Regions from separate parts of the Mus musculus genome. Here all the other regions are linked to region 1. Evidence: chromatin contacts called from public Hi-C data. All regions are on one chromosome and are shown on one strand. The core of a region is the stretch at or near the end of the contact, and the rest is flanking DNA. Distances in the headings are between cores, read along the strand shown.

Evidence for each region. Hi-C and Micro-C count contacts between places; a contact is called where the count stands out from the background.
Region 2: a Hi-C map of bone marrow-derived macrophages shows a contact between it and region 1, with 11 read pairs. The contact joins two enhancer-like sites. A contact is called at or near these places in 7 of 15 datasets of contacts at CTCF or cohesin (embryonic stem cells, hippocampal excitatory neurons, large pre-B cells and 3 more), 11 of 484 Hi-C or Micro-C datasets (the G1E-ER4 cell line, LSK cells, bone marrow-derived macrophages and 5 more) and 1 of 115 datasets of contacts at active chromatin or transcription factors (bone marrow-derived macrophages).
Region 3: a Hi-C map of bone marrow-derived macrophages shows a contact between it and region 1, with 13 read pairs. The contact joins two enhancer-like sites. A contact is called at or near these places in 6 of 39 promoter capture datasets (cranial neural crest, embryonic stem cells, hippocampal neurons and 2 more), 1 of 484 Hi-C or Micro-C datasets (bone marrow-derived macrophages), 1 of 115 datasets of contacts at active chromatin or transcription factors (the 230-238 cell line) and 3 of 9 other capture datasets (adipose tissue, liver and macrophages).

What each region holds. Positions count from the first base shown.
Region 1 is chr3:16,041,958-16,045,406 of GRCm38.p6, reverse strand. No RefSeq gene overlaps it. Among named protein-coding and RNA genes, the nearest start is that of Gm5150, 37 kb to the right of the region's middle. Within about 2 kb of position 1,881, at least 1 of the 459 cell types and tissues checked has an H3K27ac peak or open chromatin away from gene starts, as enhancers often do. A contact at or near this core is called in bone marrow-derived macrophages, where this site is marked.
Region 2 is chr3:15,274,374-15,277,822 of GRCm38.p6, reverse strand. No RefSeq gene overlaps it. Among named protein-coding and RNA genes, the nearest start is that of Gm9733, 56 kb to the left of the region's middle. Within about 2 kb of position 1,737, at least 48 of the 459 cell types and tissues checked have an H3K27ac peak or open chromatin away from gene starts, as enhancers often do. A contact at or near this core is called in bone marrow-derived macrophages, where this site is marked.
Region 3 is chr3:15,338,899-15,342,347 of GRCm38.p6, reverse strand. No RefSeq gene overlaps it. Among named protein-coding and RNA genes, the nearest start is that of Gm9733, 8.3 kb to the right of the region's middle. Within about 2 kb of position 1,812, at least 4 of the 459 cell types and tissues checked have an H3K27ac peak or open chromatin away from gene starts, as enhancers often do. A contact at or near this core is called in bone marrow-derived macrophages, where this site is marked.

The DNA of each region.
Region 1 (3,449 bases), core at 632-3,131:
AAAAGTGGGGTACAAAGCTAACCAAAGAATTCTCAACTGCAGAATACTGAATGGTCAAGAAGCACATAAAGAAATATTCAAAGTCCTTAGTTATCAGGGAAATGCAAATCATCACAACCCTGAGATTCCACCTCACACCAGTCAGATCAACAACTCAGGTGACAGAAGATGCTGGAGAGGATGTGGAGAAAGAGGAACACTCCTCCATTGCTGGTGGGATTGCAAGCTTGTACAACCACACTGGAAGTTCCTCAGAAAATTGGACATAGTATTACCTGAGGACCCAACTATATCACTCCTGGGCATATACCCAAAAGATGCTCCAACATATAAGAAGGACACATGCTCCACTATGTTCATAGCAGCCTTATTTACAATAGCTAGAAGCTGGAAATAACCCAGATGTTCCTTAACAGAGGGATGGATACAGAAAATGTGATACATTTACATAATGGAGTACTACTTAGCTACTAAAAACAATGACTTTATGAAATTCTTAGGCAAATGGATGGAACTATAAAATATCATCCTGAGTGAGGTCACCCAATCAAAAAAGAACATGCATGGTATGCACTCATTGATAAGTGGATATTAGCCCAAAAGTTTGGAATACCCAAGATACAATTCATAGACCACATGAAGCTCAAGAAGGAAGACCAAAGTAGTTAAGTGAGGAGAAAAGAGAGACTATTAATTTTTCATCAGCTAAACCCCAGAGATGAAGCAAGATAAGGAGCCAAGCAGGCAGGGCTGGGTCTGAAGTTTATTTGCCGTGGAAAGAAGCTTTAAAGAAGTGAGGTCATAGGGAAAATGCCCCTGACCACACTGGGGAAGAAGGCTAACAAGGATGCAGCTGAGAAACCAATTTGGTAACTAGTAAACATCTGGAGAGAAATGACAGTGAAAGCAGAACAGCAAAGACCGAGACGTAAGTGGAGCGCTATCCGGGGTCTTAGTATGTGAGACCATAAAGGGTAAGGGAGAAGGAAGGGGGGCTGAAGGCAGCCTGGGAGCAAAGCCCCGTGTATAAGGCTTGGGCACAGTGGGAAAGGAGCAGGAGAAGGAAGAGACAATCCAGGAGAACAGGGAGTCTTGGAGCCCAAGGAAACATCCCCTGCCTACTGGAAGAGTAGCTCTTGACTGATGAGCCGTCTCTCCATTCCCCCATTTAAACCTGTGCCTTATGTCAGACCCCCTTCCTGGTGCAGCCACATTGAATAAATTTCTCTCTGCCTTTGACTTTCTCAGCTCCTTGACTGGCCTACTGAGGACAAGTGACTGAGCCTAGTTATTAAGACTGCCAGAGCTCTAATACCAAAGTAAAATCCAGCCTGGAAGCTGTGACTCGATTGCTGGGGCCAGAAGTGTGCTAGACTGAAAGGAAACAGCCCTTTTGGTTTTAAAGGGCTAAAACCAAAGGATGAGCAAGCCTGAGGGCTTCAGACATGAATCTCTAACTTTCTTTCTTTTTTTTTTTTTTTGTACTAGAATTTTCAATAGTAATAGAACTTACAGGATGATTGCTCTCTTATATAGAAAGGAGATTTCTAAGAATGATTTACAGGCTTCATTCAAACTAGTGTGGCAGTAAACAGAAAGTGCAAGGATCCAGTAGTTGCTAGGATAGTGAGGAGGGAGCTGAGGAAATCAACCCAGGTAAACATCCTCAGAAGGCAAGAGAGGGCCAGACAGAACCCTCAGATAAGGGATAGAAGTGACTCAATTATCCTTAGAACTTAAAATAGCATGAAAGGATGGGCAGAAGCAGTCATGTTGCCAGCACTGATTTCAAGATATCCTTTGTTTCTCATTTTGTACTTAGTTTAATGCAGGGCAGACCCCTGCAGCAAGTAGGTAGCCACTAGGTGTCAGCCTTGCGTTATGTTTTGTCTTGACCTCAGGAAGTTCTGAGATCCAGAGTAACTAACTACCTTTTCCTCCCCTTACCTTTTCCCTCCCTGGATATTTGAATTCCAGTTTTGAATTTTGGAATGGTGGGGAGGAGGCTATGCAGTCAAGTATTTGCTGACTCACCACTAAGGCAAGACCCTCTGAGCCATAAAGAGAAACAAATGAAAAGGAGAAACTGAAGCCAGAGGGAGGGACTGTCCAAGAAAAAGCTGATATGGCAAGGAAGGGGGAGATGCTTCCAGAAAAGAGAATATGCTAGGTGTGTGTGCTGTAGAGACAGCACCAGGTCATACAGCCTGAGGCTTTCATAGAGGATGGAGGGTGGGATGCGAGTAGCAAAATATGAGTGGTATAAAATCTTCTGTTGCCTTTTTTCGTATTGTGGCTGACCAGAACTAAGTGTAAATAAGTCGATTAAAAAGAAATATAAGAGCCCTGGTAGAATCCGCAGTAGGTAAGGACACTTAAGCATGCTAGCCTGATGACACAAGTTTGATGCTAGAACTTGCATGGTGGGTCAAGTCCATGAGTTTGTGCTCTGACCTCTATACGCATGCTGCAATATACAGAGTCATCATGCACAGACAACAATAATAACATTTTAGAATGTGAAATTCAATGATGGCTTCTCATTGTCACAAATAAGAATTACCTTTATCAAAACAAAAAAAAATAGTGTTTAGTGCCTTTTGTAAATATTGACCTACATTTGATATGCAACTATGAAATGCTAAAAAAGTTATACTTTTACACAAGATATGAAGGAGGACATTTATGTTCACTGCTGGATTTTATTTTCAAAAAGCGATTATGATGCTCCTTTCTATGCTTTCAGCCCTGGATTCTCACCTTGCAGAAAAACAACAGTTTATGCCTTTGAGGTGGACTACATTGATTCATCCTTTCTTTTATGAATAATGTGGAGAAAACCACAGTATTTTCTGAAGCATTAGCATATCATTTCAAATCTTTTGTTCTACAGTCTCTTTTTGATCAGGTTTTGTGCAGCAATGTAGATTGTAAAGGTAGTGGAATATAGTTAGACAACAGGAATAATGTTTAAAACTCTATCATTCATACAAGTATTAAAATATGACAAACTCCCAGCTCTACATATTTTCCAAATTGTATGTACTATATATCAAGTCTCTGAAAAATTGCTTAGCCCTTATTTAACAAAAGAAGTCAAAGTAATCTTCTGAAGCAAGAGGAAAGAACAACTAATTGCACTAGAGTGTAGTTTGCCATTTCAATTACAAAAGTATTTGTAATGATTTGTTTAACTCTTTGGTCCTCCTCATTTAGAAGTTATAAATTAGAAGGACACAGGAGCCCTCTGATAGTCCAAGCCCCATCTGAAGGTAAGAGCCACTACTCAGCACGACATGATTGCTGACAGTTAAGAAAATATATTCCTGATGGTTGTTAGATCATTTGAACATGATAGGGCAACCCTGTTAGATTGCTTGAATCCTTATTGTAAAGTTCTGATAACCAATTTTTTTAAAAGAAAGAAACAAAAAGAAATCTGAACATAT
Region 2 (3,449 bases), core at 488-2,987, 770 kb after region 1:
GCATACAATGAGTGTTCTTTTGTGATTGGGTTACCTCACGCAGGATGATATCCTCCAGACCCATCCATTTGTCTAAGAATTTCATAAATTCATTGTTTTTAATGAATGTGCGTAGTACTACTACTAGTACTACTACGTAGTATTCCATTGTGTAAATGTACCACATTTTCTGTATCCATTCCTTTGTTGAGGGACATCTGGGTTCTTTCCAGCTTCTGGCTGTTATAAATAAGGCTGCTATGAGCCGGGCAGTGGTGGCTCACACCTTTAATCCCAGCACTCGGGAGGCAGAGGCAGGCAGATTTCTTAGTTTGAGGCCAGCCTGGTATACAAAGTGAGTTCCAGGACAGCCAGAGCTATACAGAGAAACCCTGTCTCAAAAAAAAAAAAAAAAAAAAAAAAGGCTGGTATGAACATAGTGGAGCATGTGTCCTTATTACATGTTGGAGCATCTTCTGAGTATATGCCCAGGAGAGGTATTGCTGGGTCCTCAGGTAGCACTATGTCAAAATTTCTGAGGAACCACCAAATTGATTTCCAGAGTGGTTGTACCATCTTGCAATCCCAGCAGCAATGGAAGAGTGTTCCTCTTTCTCTACATCCTCACCAGCATCTGCTGTCACTTGAGTTTTTGATCTTAGCCACTCTGACTGGAGTGTGGTGGAATCTCACTGTTGTTTTGATTTGCATTTCTCTGATGACTAAGGATGTTGAAAATTCTTTGTTGAGCTCTGTACCTCACTTTTAATAGGGTTATGTGTTTCTGTGGAATCTAACTTCTTGAGTTGCTTGTATGTATTGGATATTAGCCCTGTATCAGATGTAGAGTTGGTAAAGATCTTTTCCCAATCTGTTGGTGTCCGTTTTTTTTTTCCTATTGACAGTGTCCTTTGCCTTACAGAAGCTTTGCAATTTTATGAGGTTTCATTTGCTAATTCTTGATTTTAGAGCATAAGCTATTGGTGCTCTGTTCAGGAAATGTTCCCCTGTGCCTCTGTGCTTGAGGCTATTTGGTCCTTCTTAGAAGTGGGAACAAAATACCCATTAGAAGAGATACAGAGACAAAGTGTGGAGCAGAGACTGACCATCCAGAGACTTCCCCACCTGGGGATCCATTCCATATACAGTCACCAAACCAAAACACTATTATGGATGCCAAAAAGTCCTTGCTGACAGGAGTCTGATATAGCTGTCTCTGACAAATACAGAGGTGGATGCTCTCAGCCAACCATTGGCCTGATCACAAGGTTTCCAATGGAGGAGCTAGAGAAAGGACCTCAGGAGTTGAAAGGGTTTGCATCCCCATAGGAGGAAAAACAACAATATGAACCCACTAGAAACCCCAGTGCTCCAGGGACTAAACTACCAACCAAAGAATACACATGGAGGAACCCATGGCTCCAGCTGCCTATGTAGCAGAGGGTGGCCTTGTGGGACAGCAAACGGAGGAGAGGCCCTTGGTCCTGAGAAGGCTCTATGCCCCAGTGTAGGGGAATTCGAGAACAGGGAAGCAGAAGTGGGTGTGTTGGTAAGCAGGGGGAAGGGAGATGGAATCGGCGGTTTTCAGAGAGGAAACAAAGAAAGGGGATAACATTTGAAGTGTAAATTAAAAAAATCTAATAAAAAATTAAAAAAGAAGTCTTTTCTGTGGTGTTTCAGTGGGTATGAGAACTAGTTGTAGCTCTGACCTCCACACCCGAAAACAGGAACCTCAATTAAGCAATTTCCTGCTTGCTGCTGGTCTGTGGGCAAGTCCAAGTGACATTCATTTAATGACTAACTAAGGTGAGTCTATTCCACTGTGTGCAATCTTACCCTAGGCAGATGAACCCAGGTATAATAATATAGGAGCTCAAACCAGGCATGGCAGTGCATTCCTCTACTCTCTGCACTCAGAAACAAAGTCAGGAGGATCTATTTCTTTGTGTTCCAGGCCAGCCAGAACTACATACCAAGATATGAGACCTAGACTCAGAAAGAAGGAAAGAGGAAAAGAGAAGGAGGGCAGAGAAAGGACGTAGACGATGAAGAAGGGAGGGAAATAGTTGAAAGACTAACCATAGGCTATGACAGCTACTACCTGTGAGCCAAACAAACAAACAAACAAACAAACAAGGCATTTTAATGAATCATTACTTTCTGAGTATGATGGTGCTGTCCACTCAGTTATTAAACAGATTTTATACATGTTTCTATTAGATATAGATTACAGATAGGTCTTGTTTTAGTCAAGTGAGGACATTGTGCCCAATTTTTCAAAGCACACTGGGAGTTTAAAATATTCAAAAGTTTGGAGATTGATTTATAACAGAGAATGGGGTGTGATAACTCCAAATTTTCAATTCTCATTCTGTTCCTCAAAACCAAAGAACTTCATCCCTTCCTCTACAACAGGACACCCCCTGTATCCTTACCTCTCTGCCTCCATTGTCAATGCATCCCATAGATATTCTCATGAACGCCCCACTTCTTGCTTTATGACAACTCCCACCTCTAGAAGGCACTCTCTGGAAACCCACAGGCCACTCCTATCAGGGATTCAAGTGGGCTGGCAATTCCTGCCAGGTATACAGGTGGGTTAACTGCAGAACTTAAACCCTTCTTCCATTACTGCAAGTCCAATCTCAAAACAACCCTGACATTCCACCTCATAACAGCTAGAATGACTAAGATAAAAAATTCAGGTACCAGCAGATGCTGGCGGGGATGTCGAGAATGAGGACCACTCCTCCATTGTTGGTGAGATTGTAAGCTGGTAAAACCACTCTGGAAATCAGTCTGGGTGTGCCACAGACCCTCTGGGTCCCTTTGTCTGCGTGGAATGAGTCTCTGGGGCAGGTGGGCAAGGTGCCAGCAGGTGACAGACAGACCAACTCTCGAGATTGTGTAGAATCTGAATGTACTGTCACAAAGTGAACACCAGTCTTATAAAGTACAGAAAATAAAAGGGGTAGGAAGTCACAGCAGGCAAAGTACATTGAAGTTGCCTGACACAAAACAAAGGAATGACTTCAAAAGGATTTACAGGAACCAGGTAAATGTTTACAGTAAAGATAAAGCAGTCCTGCCTTGGGTCAGCTTAATGACTGGTAAGGATTTCACGCCCTAATGCTACTCCTTTGAGCCTTGTGAAGGCTAGCACCAGGGAGTTCTGCTCTTAGCAGAATGCCCCCCTATTTCCTAGGCCTCGATAAATTCTTATATGAGTGTAACTTTTAAGTATCTGGAGAATCTCCATTTGTCAGAAGAATTCACCAACTTGCTTCTAATATGCAATGTAGCCTGTACTGAAGATTTCTATCTCAGTGGGATTCCCTGGCTCTTTTATGGTATTCCCTTGTTTGGGTGAGATTTGCTACTGTCCTTAGTAAATACTTTGCAGACCAGCTCTGAGCTACTGGCTCCATCTTTTGTAATGCTTAATTAGTTACTGAATAGGTAACTTCCTT
Region 3 (3,449 bases), core at 563-3,062, 700 kb after region 1:
GTTTCAAACTCTATAAGCCTGCACAGAGCAAATACAATCAGTTCCTAATATCTCACAGAGAAAAAACTGGGAATATTTGTTTCCAAGATGGTCATAATATGGAAGCATGGTCATAGTATGGAAGTAGCATTACTGGTCATATGCAGTTAAAGGATTGTCTTAGTTTGGGATTCCATTTTTGTAAAGAGAAACCATGACCAAGGCAACTCCTATAAAGTCCAACATTTATCTGGTGCTGACTTACAGTTTCACAGGCTCAGTCCATTATCATCATATCAACAAATAAGGCAGCATGCAGACAGGCATGGTGCAGGAGAAGGATCCAAGATTTCTACATCTTGCTCCAAAGGGAGTCAGAGGACACTGCTTCCTCTACACTGTGTAGAACTTGAGAACAGGATATCAAAGCCCACCCCATAGTGAGACACTTTCTTCCACAAAGGTACACATATGCCAACAATAATACACCTCCTACTATTGTCACTCCCTCTAGGCCAATCATTCACACACATGAGTCTATGCAAGTCAAACCTATTCAAACAACCACAAGGGTTATACTGGTGTGTTGGTTACTTTTCTATTGCTGATAGCGAGAAGTTATTATTTTAAAAATAGGGATGGTTAACATATTTGGACCCTAGCTTTTGAATCTAATTATATAGTGTATATTTACATTTTCAGACCAACTCTAGAAAAGAAATGTTTTTAATGCATTCTTTCATCCTTTATGTTCAAACTTTCAGAATTATAAAGAATTGTGTGGCTTGTTTCTGTAATTTTTATACATGTAGATATCTTTTCTCCTGAAGGACAGTGTCATGAATATTCTTCTGATATCATGTATCAAAAGCAAGCATTTCAAATGATCCAATATTTTAAAATATCTATTATACTCCAAGGTATGATACTGAGATCTGCCTTACATTTCAAACACTGTTGGAGCTATGTATCATTTAACTGAGAGATATATTATAAACCATTCATCATCCTATAAATGTGAATGGAAAAATACTGTTAAGTAATAACATTAGTTTGTGTGATTTTTTTCACACTCAAGTAATGCAATTAATTTAGCTTTTATATTTATAAATACATATATATTCATGCATACAAACACATAAGACATAATTTTATACATATATACAAAAGCAGATACACTCATATAAATGCTTTAAAATGAGCTAAAAAAGGTTTCAAATGTCTTTAAAATGGGCAAGTCATTTCTTTTCCAAAATATTTAAAATTTTTTGAAAAACTTTATAGGCTTTTATTTTTTCTATTTTTTGTTTTTTATTCTTATTAGATATTTTATTTATACATTTTTATATGATATTATATTTTGATATGAGTCAAACATTTGCAACTACATTATCTGTGCTTCAATATAGTGATATGTAATATATATATATAGTATGTACATACATGCATATATGCAATATAGTGATATGTATATATCTCTATCTCATCTATATAAAAATATAGATATATAGACAATATTGATATGTGATATAGTTTTTGCACGCTCCTGGACTTGATTCTTTCATTTCCAGTGAAAGAAAATGAGAAGAAACTGAGGATGGATATTTCCCTTTTCAAGTAAATCACTTTCTGTGTGGAACTTTACTATAAGGCTATGGTAAAATAGTTCCTCCAGCAAGATGATGATCTAGAAATATGCAAATAAGAAACCACAGGACTGGATTTCAGATCACAATGTGGTTCAGACCAGAACAAGGATAATTTCTGTCTAAGAGACCTTTCCTATTTCTGGTATGAAATATCCTGATAGAAGCAATTTAAATAAGGAAGTACTCATTATTTTGGCTCACTGTGGGAGGGTATAGTACATTTTACTGAGGAAGTACAGTACTAGGAAGTAGATATATACAGTCAGGAAGAAGAAAACAGTATGTGCTCACACATTTCTACCTCTCTGCCTCATTCAATTCAGAACCCAGGATACGTTTAACTAATTCATCCCAGTTGGTGGAACTGTTTGGGAAGGTTTAGAAAATGTGTCACTAGGAGTGGACTTGATGTTTCAAAAGACTCATGTCATTTCCTTCATTTTATCAGCCTTCTGTTTGAAGCTGTGGTATGCAAACAGTTTTTCCTGCTGCTATGGCTTTGGTCTACCAACATAGAATCTAAACCTTTGTACCTGTAGGCTGATATAATTTCTGCCTTTCATAAGTTGACTTGTTCATACATAGCTCCACCATTGTTTGAAATGTAAGGCAGATCTCAGTATCATACTTTGGAGTATAATAAATATTTTTAAATATTGGATCATTTGAAATGCTTGCTTTTGATACATGATATCTGAAGAATATTCATGACACTGTACTTCTGGAGAAAATATATCTGCATGTATAAAATTACAGAAACAAGCCACACAATTCTTTATAATTCTGAAAGTTTGAACATGAATTAAGAAAGAATGCATGAAAAAATGTTTCTTTTCTAAAGTTAGTCTGAAAATGTAAATATACAATATATAATGAGATTCAAAAGCTAGGGTCCAAATATATTAACGATCCCTAATTTTAAAATAATAGCTTCTGCATAGTAAATCTTTCTCTTTCAAGTGTAAATTTCAATAATTAAGTATGGTCTTCTCAGATCTTCTCACAGGCAACGCTTGATTTTTGTTTCTGTAGTACAGGAGCTGTGGTAGAGCTCAGTGATGCAATAGGTGCTTAGTGAGCATGAAGTACTATGTTGAAGCCTCAGCAATATAACAAAAACCAAGTCAAAACAGGAAGGAAAGGACAGAATGGGGAAAGGGAAGGAAAGAAGGATATAAACAGGGAGATAAGACAGAAGAGGGAAGGGAGGGGAAGATAGAAAATAAATGAAGGAGGAAAGGGAGAAAGGATAAGGCCATGAATTTCCCCCTCACTTAAGTTTGCTTGAATTCTAAGTGGTGCTGTTTGACTTGATTTTTAAAGCATTTTTCTTTTTTTCCCCTTTTTTCCCTTTTTTTTATTAGATATTTTCTTCATTTACATTTCAAATGCTATCCCCAAAGCCTCCTATACCCTCCCCCCACCCTGCTTCCCAATCTACCCACTCCCGCTTCCTAGCCCTGGCATTGCCCTGTACTGGGGCATATGATGCCCTCAAAATTAAGGGCTTCTCCTCCCATTGATGGCCGACTAAGCCATCCTATGCTACACATGCAACTAGAGACACAGCTCTGGGGGATACTGGATAGTTCATATCTTTGTTTCTCCTATAGGGTTGCAGACCCCTTTAGCTCCTTGGGTACATTCTCTAGCTCCTTCATTAGGGGCCCTGTGTTCCATCCAATAGATGACTGTGAGCATCCACTTCTGTATTTGCCAGGCATTGGCATAGGCTCACAAGAGAGAGCTATTTCAGGGTCCTGTCAGCAAAATCTTTCTGGCATATTCAGTAGTGTCAGGGTATGGTGGTTGTATATGGGA